4 separate regions of the Mus musculus genome follow, and all the other regions are linked to region 1. The links are chromatin contacts, called in public promoter capture Hi-C maps. All regions are on one chromosome and are shown on one strand. Each heading gives the region's core, a stretch centred on a gene start, on an enhancer-like site or on the middle of the called end of the contact. The rest is flanking DNA. Distances are from core to core; before and after follow the strand shown.

What was found. Promoter capture Hi-C pulls out the DNA fragments that hold promoters and counts their contacts.
Region 2: a promoter capture Hi-C map of pre-B cells shows a contact between it and region 1, with 2.1 times the contacts expected there. The contact joins the promoter of Ebf3 here to the promoter of Inpp5a in region 1. A contact is called at or near these places in 2 of 39 promoter capture datasets (embryonic stem cells and pre-B cells).
Region 3: a contact with region 1 is called in a promoter capture Hi-C map of pre-B cells, with 4 times the contacts expected there. The contact joins the promoter of Pidd1 here to the promoter of Inpp5a in region 1. A contact is called at or near these places in 2 of 39 promoter capture datasets (pre-B cells and second pharyngeal arch cranial neural crest).
Region 4: a promoter capture Hi-C map of pre-B cells shows a contact between it and region 1, with 8 times the contacts expected there. The contact joins the promoter of Gatd1 here to the promoter of Inpp5a in region 1. A contact is called at or near these places in 2 of 39 promoter capture datasets (cranial neural crest and pre-B cells).

The regions. Positions count from the first base shown.
Region 1 is chr7:139,387,739-139,390,529 of GRCm38.p6, reverse strand. It overlaps Inpp5a (inositol polyphosphate-5-phosphatase A), which reads right to left and starts at 1,421. Exons shown (of 16, transcript NM_001127363.1): 1 at 1,066-1,421. The coding sequence starts at 1,140. Gm46004 (a long non-coding RNA gene) reads left to right here and starts at 1,383. Exons shown (of 2, transcript XR_001778314.2): 1 at 1,383-1,964.
Region 2 is chr7:137,313,005-137,315,795 of GRCm38.p6, reverse strand. It overlaps Ebf3 (early B cell factor 3), which reads left to right and starts at 1,351. Exons shown (of 16, transcript NM_001113414.1): 1 at 1,351-2,016; 2 at 2,122-2,278; 3 at 2,640-2,703. The coding sequence starts at 1,883.
Region 3 is chr7:141,442,575-141,445,365 of GRCm38.p6, reverse strand. Pidd1 (p53 induced death domain protein 1) reads left to right here and starts at 1,341. Exons shown (of 16, transcript NM_022654.2): 1 at 1,341-1,397; 2 at 2,013-2,398. The coding sequence starts at 2,089.
Region 4 is chr7:141,412,690-141,415,480 of GRCm38.p6, reverse strand. Gatd1 (glutamine amidotransferase like class 1 domain containing 1) reads left to right here and starts at 1,356. Exons shown (of 8, transcript NM_172116.4): 1 at 1,356-1,479. The coding sequence starts at 1,416.

The sequences.
Region 1 (2,791 bases), core at 172-2,671:
CCAGGGTGGGACTGGAGAAGCCGTTCTACAAGATAAAGGCCTTTGGCATCATTTTTGGCCTTGAAGAGCTTTTCAGCACCTTCTCATTTAGTAAACAGGAATATAAAGTCCCCCAAGGCTTGAAGAGAGCTACCTCATTTGAGAACTAGTGCTATTGCAAGTTACATGGCAAAATGAGGTGCCTCACGCCTCAGGCCCCTCAGAAGACAAGACCAAGGGATGGGATATAGGTACCAGGACTCAGATGATGGAGCTCAAGGTTTGGGACTGAGGTCTATTGGGAGGAAGGTTCGGGGATGGGAGATGGGGTGTAGAATTAGAGGCAGGGACCTCACTCTGGGGCCAAGAGTAGGTGTAGGATCTGAGGTTTTAGGGTAGAGACTCAGAGTTCAGGGTCAGTGTGGTATGGGTTGAGAGGAACAGGACCAAAATTTTTGAAAGCTGGGTTTCTGGAACCAGAAATCAGACTTGGGGGATCAGAGTCAGAGACTGGGGGCCAGGGGGTGAATCAGAAAACCTGGGGTCAGCGTATGCTTGGGTTTGGAAGCCAGGACATCCAAGTATCAGGATTCTGGGTCAAAATTCCAGGTCAGTACTTGTGGCTCTGGAGTTCCAAGGCAGGAAAAAGATAGGGATTTGCTGTCTTGGGAGCAAAGCAAGGAACCAGCATCAGGATTCAAGGATCTGGACTGAGTCTGGGTTCCTGTAGTATGGGTTAAGACAGGGGTTCAAAAACTGAGTCTTCGAGTTTGGCCTCGGGTACCAGAAAAGCGGTGTTAAGGTCCCGAGTGTGTAGCTGGAAGTTTCCTGGCCTAGGGTACCCCCCTGCTATGGGGTCAGGGTCTGTCTGGGGCTTGGGAAAATCCTGGTCGGAGTCTCCAGCTGTGGGTAGGGGGCATCAGAGTCACACGTCCCAAAGACAACTGGCCCGGAGTCCGCGGCTATAGAAGACGCTGTAGGGGCCGGAATTTAGGGTCTCCAACTGAAAATGGGGATGTCAGGGTCCCGGGCTGGGAGACTCCTAGCCCGTAACCGCCCCTCCCTAGCCGACGGCGCGGCACTTACGTCGTCGAAGAGCGAGCCCACGTTGGCCGTGACCAGCAGGACCGCGGTGCCGGGGGCGGCCGCCTTCCCCGCCATGGTGCCCGGGCGGAGCGGGCTCTGGACTGGGTGGCGGCGGCCGCTTCCTGCGGGGCCGGTAGGGCTGGGGTCTCGCGGGGCCGCGGGGCGTCAGCTGCGCCGGGGGACAGCACAGGGGCGCATCGCGGGCTTGGCGGGTCGGACCGGGCCTGGCCGGGGCTCCAGCCTCGCGGTCGCGGCTCTTCGCTGCTCCGCGGCCCCGCGCCCGCTCGCCGCCGCGCCTCACAGCGGCCCGCGCGCAGCCATTAGACCCGCCGGGAAAGTTCCCGCAGCCGCCGCCGCCGACTCCGGCTGGGACAAGTCCCGCCCCACAGGAGGTGGGACCCTAGAAGGCGGGGCTGTCGGTCGCGCCGGGGGTGGGGCCTCCCTATGGGGCGGGGCCTGCACACAATCTACAGACTTGGGTCTTAGGCTCCCTGGCTCCGGGTCCACTGGAAGGGCGGGTTCTCGAGCCTGAGTCAGGCTGGGGGTGGGGTTTGTGCAGGGGCGGGCCTGCTCACAGGAGCTAAGCCTAGGGTGGGGCGGAGCCAACACCAGATGGAGGAGGGGAGAGGCGGGCATATGGGGCATTCCTGTCAGTCAGGCCCCTGAGTCCTCCCCTGGCTTTGCCCCGCCCTGCCGCGGTTACGCGCATATTCCACCCTCCACTCCCATGACGTCACGACCCTGTTACCAAAGCGCTTCTTAAAGGAGCCGCGAGTTTGGACGACTACAGCCCGCCTTCTTGTTGGGAGCCCTGGAGATCCTTGGAACCTCTGTCCTGGCCCCCCATCCCCCCCCCCCGATGTGGAACCGGTCTTCAGCCTGGGTCCAGGCCCTCGCCGGTACGGGGAGTCTGACGTAGGCGGACCGTGGGAGGGAGCAGGGCCACGGAGAATTAAGGAGGAGCCTCCTCCAGTCCCAGCTCTGGGTCTGCAAAGAGTGGGTCTGCAGATCAAGTGTATGGGATTTTGCAATTTCCTAACACGTCCACCCAGTTCCTTATATAGGACTTTGCTTACAAAACAGAAAGCTGTTGGCATCCAAAAACAGAAAACTAATAAATCCTTTTAAGAAGCAAGCGTATTGATGTACTCCTGTAATCCCAGTACTCGGAAGTTGTGGCAGGATTGCTATGAGTTCGAGGCCAACCTGAACTCATAGCAACCTAAACTAGCTTGAGACCATACCCCGCCCCTCCCACCTAAAAAAGAAAAAGTTCAGATTAGGTGTTTGGATAGCCAGCTGTGGCCCCCATGCCACACCCAAGGACAGTTCCCAAGGTGGGGGATGTGGTCAGTCCGGGAATTTTAGCCACCAGAGAGAGCTGGAGGTGGGGGGCAGGGAGGTATGCTAGTTAGAAGAACAGAATCAGTCCTACATGTAGAAGGAATCAAGAAATTTCTCTGAGATAGAGTCAGTTGTTCCTGGAGGTGGGACGGGGCTGGTAGGGAACATATAGTGAGCTGGGTAACCCTTGCTAGTCTAGGCCTCCAGAAAGCCCTGTCCAGTGGGGCTGCTGCGCTGTAGCCTGCGAGGAGGCATCCAAAGAAACAGTACTACAGACATACTAGAACCCTGTTTGCAACGACAGTTCTTCTGGTGGGTTCATTCTTTAATTTTGTATTTAGTTTGTATGTATGGTGTGCATTGGTTCAGACACACACGCTAC
Region 2 (2,791 bases), core at 102-2,601, 2.1 Mb after region 1:
ATTAATTAAAATATTAACGCACACACACCACCAATTCACAAAAAAAGGAAGAGCTACCCCAGGCCCGGCGGGAAGAGGCTGCCCTGCGACACTTGCGCCCAGAAACCTTTTCTTTTTCTTCTTCTTTTAAAACCAGAAGGGCCTTATTTCTCGTGGCAGGAAAGAGCCTGGGACATCTCCAGGTCGTCCCTTGGGCCTCTGTCGCGCGTCGCACAGATCTCCTTTGGGTGGGCCGAGCGCCTGGGAACCGAATCCGGGCCTCCCGAGCTGGGCCTCCGAGCCCACGCGCTGCCGGCTCCCAGCTGCCCTCCCGGTTCCTCGAAACCAGGTCGGGAAGCCGCAGGGCGCGCGCTCACCCAGGCTGGGAGGCGCAGAGGGCAGGGTCCCTGGCGCCCGCAGTGTCTGCTCTGCTTTTCAGGCGGTTGGAGGTGGGGAGATCTGGCCACCGCACGGACCATGTAACAGGCTGGACACCAGCTCCGGGTCGCCGGAGAGGCTGAGCGCTCTTTCCGTCGGCCCAGAGAGGGCCCAGCCTTCTTTGTCACTGCCGCACCCAAGAACAGGCCAGGGACCCGAAACTCCTGTGGCCACCGGAGGGAGAGGGGGCATCTGGAGGAACCTGTCTCCGACGTGGACCCCGGCCCTGTATTCAGCAGGCTTTGCCGGGGTAGAAAGCATGGGACACCCAGCGGGGCTCAGATGTGGGCACACTGGCCCTTCAGCAGCCTTAGGTCTGCCTAGAAATCAGACTGAGCTGCGCCTCTTGCCCTGGTGGCGGCAGGGAGTGTGGATCCCTAGAAGGGGCATTAGGTACCCTCTTCTCCCAGCCCCTTGTTGTCCCTCCCTCTCCTGGAATCTCCTCCCGCGCGCCTTTCCAGCCTCTTCCTGCTGTTCTCTTTGGGACACCCCAGAGCCAGTGCTGCCCTGGTATTTATTGCATGCGTGTGGGCGACTTGGGGCGCTCCTCCTCCGACCCACGGTGTTTTGACTGTGTGGCAGGTCTTGTGGGCAGGTATAACGGGCCAAGCAGCACTTATGCACTGGCTGCGCTCGCTTCTTTGCGAGATTTATTTGAGCGGGTGGTAACTTCCTCGGCCGCGGCTGGGCTTGTGGAGCCGTGGCGCGTGGCCGGGGGCGGTGGTGGCGCTCGGTGGCGCTCGGAGGCGGCGGGGCTCGCTGGGCTCGCGGGGCTCGGGCCGGCTCGCGGCGCCGTCAGGCAGTCAGTCGGCGAGCGCGGCGGCGGCGGCGGCGAGGGGCGCGGCGAGGGGCGGCCGCTCCCATATATGGCGCAGGCGCCGCCCCCCGACGTCACCCTCTGACAGCGCCGCTCCCGGGGGCTTCGAGTTTTGGCTCCCGGGAAAGGGTCCATTCCTCGGGGAGAGAGGGCTGAGTTTTGTGCGCCTCCGTCCGCTGCGCGCGCCGCTCCAGGCCCCGCCGCGCCCCGCCTGCGCCCGGGACTGCGCCGCGGCACTCACTGCCCCGTTTATTTGTCTTTGGAGCAGGCGGGCCGCGCCAGAAGCGGGCGATCCCGCAGTGTCCTGCAGCCGCGGACGCCGCCTGGCTAGGATGACACCACGTTGAGCGCGCCTGCAAACAACAACAACAACAAGCGCCGCCGCGGCCACCGCGTCCACCGCGCCCTGCTCCTCCGAAGCGTCGCGTCGCCACCGGTGCAGCCCGCCCGCGTCCCCGGCCGTCCGCAGCGCCCGGCCGCCGGTGTATGCGGCGCCTGCCCGGGACGGGCTGAAGCCGGCGGCGGGCCGCACCGCAGGCGCCGAGCAGGGCCAGGGCGGCCAGGGCAGCCTCCTGCCGCCGAGCCCCGAGCGCCGCCGACCGCGGACGCGCTTTCGGCCGGGAGTCGCGGCCGCCGCCAGCAGTGTTCATGTTTGGGATTCAGGAGAATATTCCGCGCGGGGGGACGACCATGAAGGAGGAGCCGCTGGGCAGCGGCATGAACCCGGTGCGCTCGTGGATGCACACGGCAGGCGTGGTGGACGCCAACACGGCCGCCCAGAGGTACGTACCGGCCGCCCCCGCGCGCCTTGGCCCCGGCCCGGCCCGGCCCCCTCCTCCGGCCAGCGCCGCGCTGCTCACCGGGCCGCTGTCCCTTTCCTCCTGCAGCGGCGTGGGGCTGGCGCGGGCGCACTTCGAGAAGCAGCCTCCTTCCAACCTCCGGAAATCCAATTTCTTCCACTTCGTGCTGGCGCTCTACGACAGGCAGGGGCAGCCGGTGGAGATCGAAAGGACCGCTTTTGTGGACTTTGTGGAGAAAGAGAAAGTAAGTGTACACCGGCGATCGCACCCTCCCTCTCCAGGAGTAGGGGGCAGTTGGTGCCCGCGCATGGGGTCCGAGTGCCCCCCTCGGTGGCGGGAGCGCTCCGCCGGGCGACCCCGCCGCCACGTGCGGTCGCACAGGCCCCGCCAAGGGCCGAACAACTTCTCTGTGCCCTCGGACTCACTGGGGGCGAGGGGGAACGCTGGGCTTGCGGCAGGAAAAGTGACATCACCGCGTAGCTGCGAGCCAGGAATCCTGCCTGCAGCGTGTGAGGCCGAGGGGCCTCGGTCCTGGAGGGGGACCGAGCGCGGTGACCGCGCCAGACGCGGCCACGCTAAATGCAATTATTTATCGTTGCTTTCAGGAGCCGAACAACGAGAAAACCAACAACGGCATTCACTACAAGCTGCAGCTACTGTACAGCAATGGTGAGTACCACTGCTTGCTGACTGCCCTTTCGCCCTGAGCGCTGGCTCTCCCTTCCCTCGATGGTTTCAGGACATAAAGATTTTGAGA
Region 3 (2,791 bases), core at 92-2,591, 2.1 Mb before region 1:
GGTTTCTCTGTGTAGCCCTGGCTGTCCTGGCACTCACTTTGTAGACCAGGCTGGCCTCCAACTCAGAAATTCGCCTGCCTCTGCCTCCCAAGTGCTGGGATTAAAGGTGTGTGCCATCACTGCCCGGCTGTGATTTTTTTTTTTTTAACTGTAAAATAATACCCAAAATAGCTGGAGAGATGGCTCAATGGTGAAGAGCTCATTTGCAGATTAAAGGCAAATACCACCATGCTCATTAATATAAACTTAAGGAATATTCCTAGGATGATTGCTTTTGAGACAGGTCTTGCTGTGCAGCCCGGGGCAGCAGTTCTCCCATCTCAGAAAGGCACTGCACTTGAGGTGAGCACAATTAGACTAAGCCCCTGGGGCTGGTTTTTATAAAGCACCATCTGGCACCTTTATGGAAACAGTGAGAAAGAGGCAGGTGCTAGAATGGAAGCAGAGAGGCCTTGCAGGAAGCTTGCCCATCACTTAGACTGTAGAACAGTCACTTGGTCATTTCCAGTCCACCAGCTCCACTGAGGATTCTGGGTGTTGGCTTCAATATTAATCAACTAAAGGACTTAGGCAAGTTCTTTTTTGGTTTTTCTAGACAGGGTTTCTCTGTATAGCCCTGGTTGTTCTGGAACTCACTTTGTAGACCAGGCTGGCCTCGAACTCCCGAGTGCTGGGATTAAAGAAGTGCCCACCACGCCCAGCAGGCAAGAACTTCTATCTCAAGTTTGTTTGTGTTGAGACCCACCTAAGTCAGGGAGGAAAAGCCAGGCAACTCACTGCCTAGGTAGGGAGTTGGCCCACAGTAATGATCAATGGTTAGCTCCAATAAGCTGGACTTCACTGCAAAGCCTGAGATGGAAGTCCTGGAGACTCTGAGTCTCAACCTTCCTAATGCTTTGACAGTTCCCATGATGTGGTGACCCCAACCATGAAATTATTCCTGCTACTTCATCACTGTAATTTTGCTAGTTATGAATCACAGTGTAAATATCTTTTGGAGATATAAGTTTGTCAAAGGGGTCGCGACCTACAGACTGAGAACTACTTTCCTAGAGCGGTTCCCCCCAGGAAGCCAGCATTCAAGGTTCTAGCTTCTAGCAAGGAGTGTGACAATACTCTGTTAACCCAAAATTCCTGTCTTAGAATGCACTTGAGACCCAGACTATGCAGTGCCACCACAGGTCTGGGGTTGCAGAGATCTGAAAGTGTAAGTTTTCCTGCGGGTCACCGGCTTCCCTTAGTGCGAACAACAGAAAAGGAAGGAGCCATAAGAACCTCGGAGAATTCCTACTGGCTAGCCCGGAGGGGCGGAGCCCGACGGGTGGCCCGCCCGGAAGCGCGCCGGCGGGAAGGCAGCACAGAGCGCGCCTAGACTGGCGGGGAGATCAGCGTGGCAGGTACTCAATGGGAGGCGGGAAGTTTGCTCCAGAGGCGGGACCAAAGCGATTCCTCACCTACCGAGACCCCCTCTGCTTTCCCCATTTGACGGAGGTGTGAATTGGGAATTGTGGCTCAAGAGTGTCTACTAGGGACCGCGATATGGGACCCTAGCACAAGAACCCCAAAGTCCTCTTGGCTCCCCTTCGCACTGTTTACTGACCCTCTCGGGCACAGTGAACGTCTGCAGTGGAAGAAGGTTCTGGGTTCTCCCCATGCATTTGGGTGTGAAGATAGAAAGTGTGTCCTTATTTCCAGAGCCCTGTAGGGATCAGGGATCACTTGGGCAGATTCCAGAATTGAGGTGGAAACCCTCTCCTTGTCCTTGATCTAAGCAGAGTTCTCCAAGCTATGCTGTTCAGAGTCGCCCTGCCTGGTGCCCCTCCCAGGCAGAAGGATCCAGCACAGATGCAAGCCGTAGGGCTGCAGTGACCACTCCACTCACTACCCCTTGTGCCCAGGGTTCTTGGGCTGGTGGTCTCAAGAGCTCCCGGGTTTCCAAGCTGAGTTATTGTTGCTCTGACCTGGAGGGGGAGCTGGTCCCCTACAGCCTACTCCTCCCCCTGCTTCTCCAGCTTCTATCAGCCTTGCCTAAGCAGGCTTGCTTGGCAAGCTGGGACATGTCTGGTCCCCGAGGACCTTCCATGGGTGATGGCTGCAGTGTTGGAGGGGCAGGAGCCGGAGGAAACTGCAGCTGCTGCAGAGGATGCTGCAACATCCACCTTGGAGGCTGTGGATGCCGGGCCTGGAGCACCTTTTCTCCCGGCTGGGAACCAGTTGAACTTGGACCTACGCCCAGGGGGCTGCCATCGGCTACAGTACCTGTGTTCCCAGCAGCCCCCACAGCTGCTGCAAGTGGAGTTTTTGCGGCTCAGCACCCATGAGGACCCTCAGCTGCTGGATGACACCCTAGCCAAGGTTCCGTGGAGTCTGCTGCGCCTTCGCTCCCTGGTCCTCAAAGGTGAGTACCCTTGCTCCTTCCTGACCCTGTCCTCATCTCTGTCCAGCTTTGACTCTACTTCTTGGACACAAAGGCCATCCTTGTCCCAGCCCTAACTCCAAACCTCTCTTCTCCCCGCACATCAGGTGTGAACCCCTACCCCACAACTGTCCCTTGTCCTTAGCCCTATCACCTTCCTCCCCCAAAGTGAGGCTCGCTGGGCTCTGTCTCCTGAGCCTAGAACCCTGAATGTGCCCAGCCGGGTCTCTGTAGATCCCAGTTTTCCTGGGGTGATGCTGTCAGCTTCTACGAGCTGGTGTCTTCTTTGTCCCTCTGGCTGGCTTAAAAGGGAGGCTTTCTCTGACAGCGCTGAATGGGGGAGACTCCAACTCTTGAGGGCTATAGCTGTCTTCC
Region 4 (2,791 bases), core at 107-2,606, 2.0 Mb before region 1:
AACACAAAAAAAAAAAAAAAAAAAAAAGAATGAAGAATCCAAATATTTTTATCTCCTTCACCTTGTAAGACTTTTATGCAAATGTTTAATCCTTTCCACCTAGTAAAAGCTTTGTTTACCCAAAGGTGTATTTCTCTATACTAGCCTGGAACAGTGATTCTCCTTCAGTCAGGGACTGCTTTCCCCTCCTCCATTTCTTGTATGTTGAGTCTTTCCCGACTAGTTAATAAGATTGTGAGGTCGGACTCCAGTCAGTGGGCAAAAGAAACAGCCACCACCTGAGTTAAAACAAAATCAAATGCTCTTCCTGTCTTGGGGTGCTGTTCACCATTTTCTCCAGCACACTCTTCCTCAAGGGTAAAATTTGCCCTGTCTATACATTTCCCTGGAATGGTAGTCTCTTTACAAAATTATATCTAATACCTGGGCGTTGAATTCAATATAAATACTTTTCTCCACAAGACTCAAGCTTACTGCTGGCTCTGCCACTTCTGGTGCCTTAATGTTACTCTGGAGGCAGCACAAAGGTGGAACTGTGTGAGTATGTGGACACTAGCCAATCTGACCCCTTCAATTTCAGGGTTTCATGTCAATAGATGGGGATTTAATAAGGATGGCTAGTCAAGCTTGTGGCTTGTGAATCTTCAAAAGTCGCCACTCAGACAACACACAATCCTGGGCTCCAGGTTCCTTTTCCTAAGCCCCAGCAGGAGTCCCACAGAAGTAAATCGCTTTAGATACAGGTTGGCCTCCCCAATCTGGTCTTTTCCTCAGGAAACTCAACAGAACCTCCAGAGGCGTCCACAGCTCAGGAAGTGACATTCCATCCTCTATAGGAACATACAAAACTCAACCGACCCAGGTATCTTCTGGATCTTCACAAACCGGCAGAGGAAGACCCGCCCACATACGACCCAACTCTGTGCCCCTCACCCTGTCCGCCCGACCGGTCATCGCTCCCTGACACACTTAGCCAGGCTCAACTTTCGGGCAAAGGCCCAAGGCGTAGTAGCTCTGTGGTAGACTCGGACTCGGAAACATCTACCCGGCCCACTGGGTTTAATTGATGTGCCCTAGGGCCACAAGTCTGTACCGGTGGCTTCCAATCAGGAAACGACCACTCAGGGACCCAGGGCGTATCCTCCCCCGCCTCCGCCTCCAACCCCCGCCCCGCTCCGCCCCGCTCCGCCCCCGCTCAGTCCCCGCCCCTCGCATGCTTGCCACTCAACCACTACCCCATGCGCATGCGCAAACTGCCCCCATCTTCACTCAATTTCCGCGTTGTTTCTCCCACCCCACCTTGCACCCTGCCGGCGAGCCCCGCCCTTCGTGCCTCACGCATGCGCATTCCGCTCTCTGCAGGCGAGCCCCGCCCCGCCCCATCCCTCGCACAAATATCCGCCTGGGCTGTAGCCATGGCGTCCGAGCGGCTGCCAAGCAGGCCTGCGTGTCTCCTGGTGGCCAGCGGCGCTTCCGAAGGTGAGGCGCGCAGGGCAGCTGTGTAGCTCACTGGCCTGCAGTCCTGACTCTGGGCAAACGTTTGTGTTTGTGGAGTTGAGATTCTGGGACCCTGCATCTGTTTCTCTGGCGCAGGCCTACTATGTTGTCTGCGCTGGCAGACAGGGACGGTCAGCGGCTGCAGAGATGACCCTGCCCCCGAGTGAGCCGCAGGGGCTTGGTACTCTCTCTGCCCGTGTTTTCTGCCTCTCTGTTACCCCCTATCTTGGGTTTATCTTCGTGCACCTCCAGGAAGCGATCCTGAAAGAGGTTGCTCGAAAGAGCTGCATAAAAGGGACCCTCACGCAGAAGGGGTCTGTTGGCTTCATGTTCCAACTGCCCGGTGTGTGTCAGGGGCGCTGGGCAGATGATTACTTCACGGGTCCTTAGGGAACCGACTGGCCCGAGATAGTCTCTGTGGGGAGGTGGAGCCCAGGGCTGCGGCCCGGGGTTTCCCTCTGGATTCCTATAGACCTCTGCAAGTGGGTGTGAGCGCGAGGGTACGTCGGGATCTTGGACTGATGAATTTCTGGGTTCCACACTGAAGCGTCCCAGGTGAGGGTGGGAGGGGCCTGAGGGTGCTGCTCCTCCCTGGAATAGAGGTAAAAGAGAATCTACAGCAGCTCCTAGGTAGGCCTTCCTTGAGAGTCGGAAAGTGAGGGATTGAGAAGCTAAAAATTATCTTTAATCCCAGCACTCAGGAGGCAGAGGCAGATGGATCTCCAGGAGTTTGAGCCCGTCTGGAACTTATATAGCAAGTTCCAGGCTAGCAGGAGTACACAGTGAGGTCTGACTCAAAATATTAACCAAAACAAAATCCACAAGCCAAAAGCCTAGTGTCAGAGTTGGAGGCAGGAGGATAGAGAGGGCAATGGCTACATGAGATGCTGTCTTTAAAAAAATGCTAGGGGGCTGGTGAGAAGGCTCAGCGGATAAGAACACTGACTGCTCTTCCGAAGGTCCTGAGTTCAAATCCCAACAACCTCACAACCATCCTTAACAAGATCTGACTCCCTCTTCTGGAGTGTCTTAAGACCCACAGGGTGTCTTAAGACCAGGATGGGAGAGAGCAACCATTTGGTCTGAAGACAGCTACAATGTACTTATTTATAATAACAAATAAACCTTTGGACTGGAGTGAGCAGAGGTCCTAAATTCAATTCTCAACAACCAGATGAAGGCTCACAACCATCTGTACAGCTTCAGTGTGTACTCATATACATAAAGTAAATAAATAAATCTTTTAAAAAGTGCTAGGATCAAAGGTGTGCATAAAGGTGTGCATTACCACACC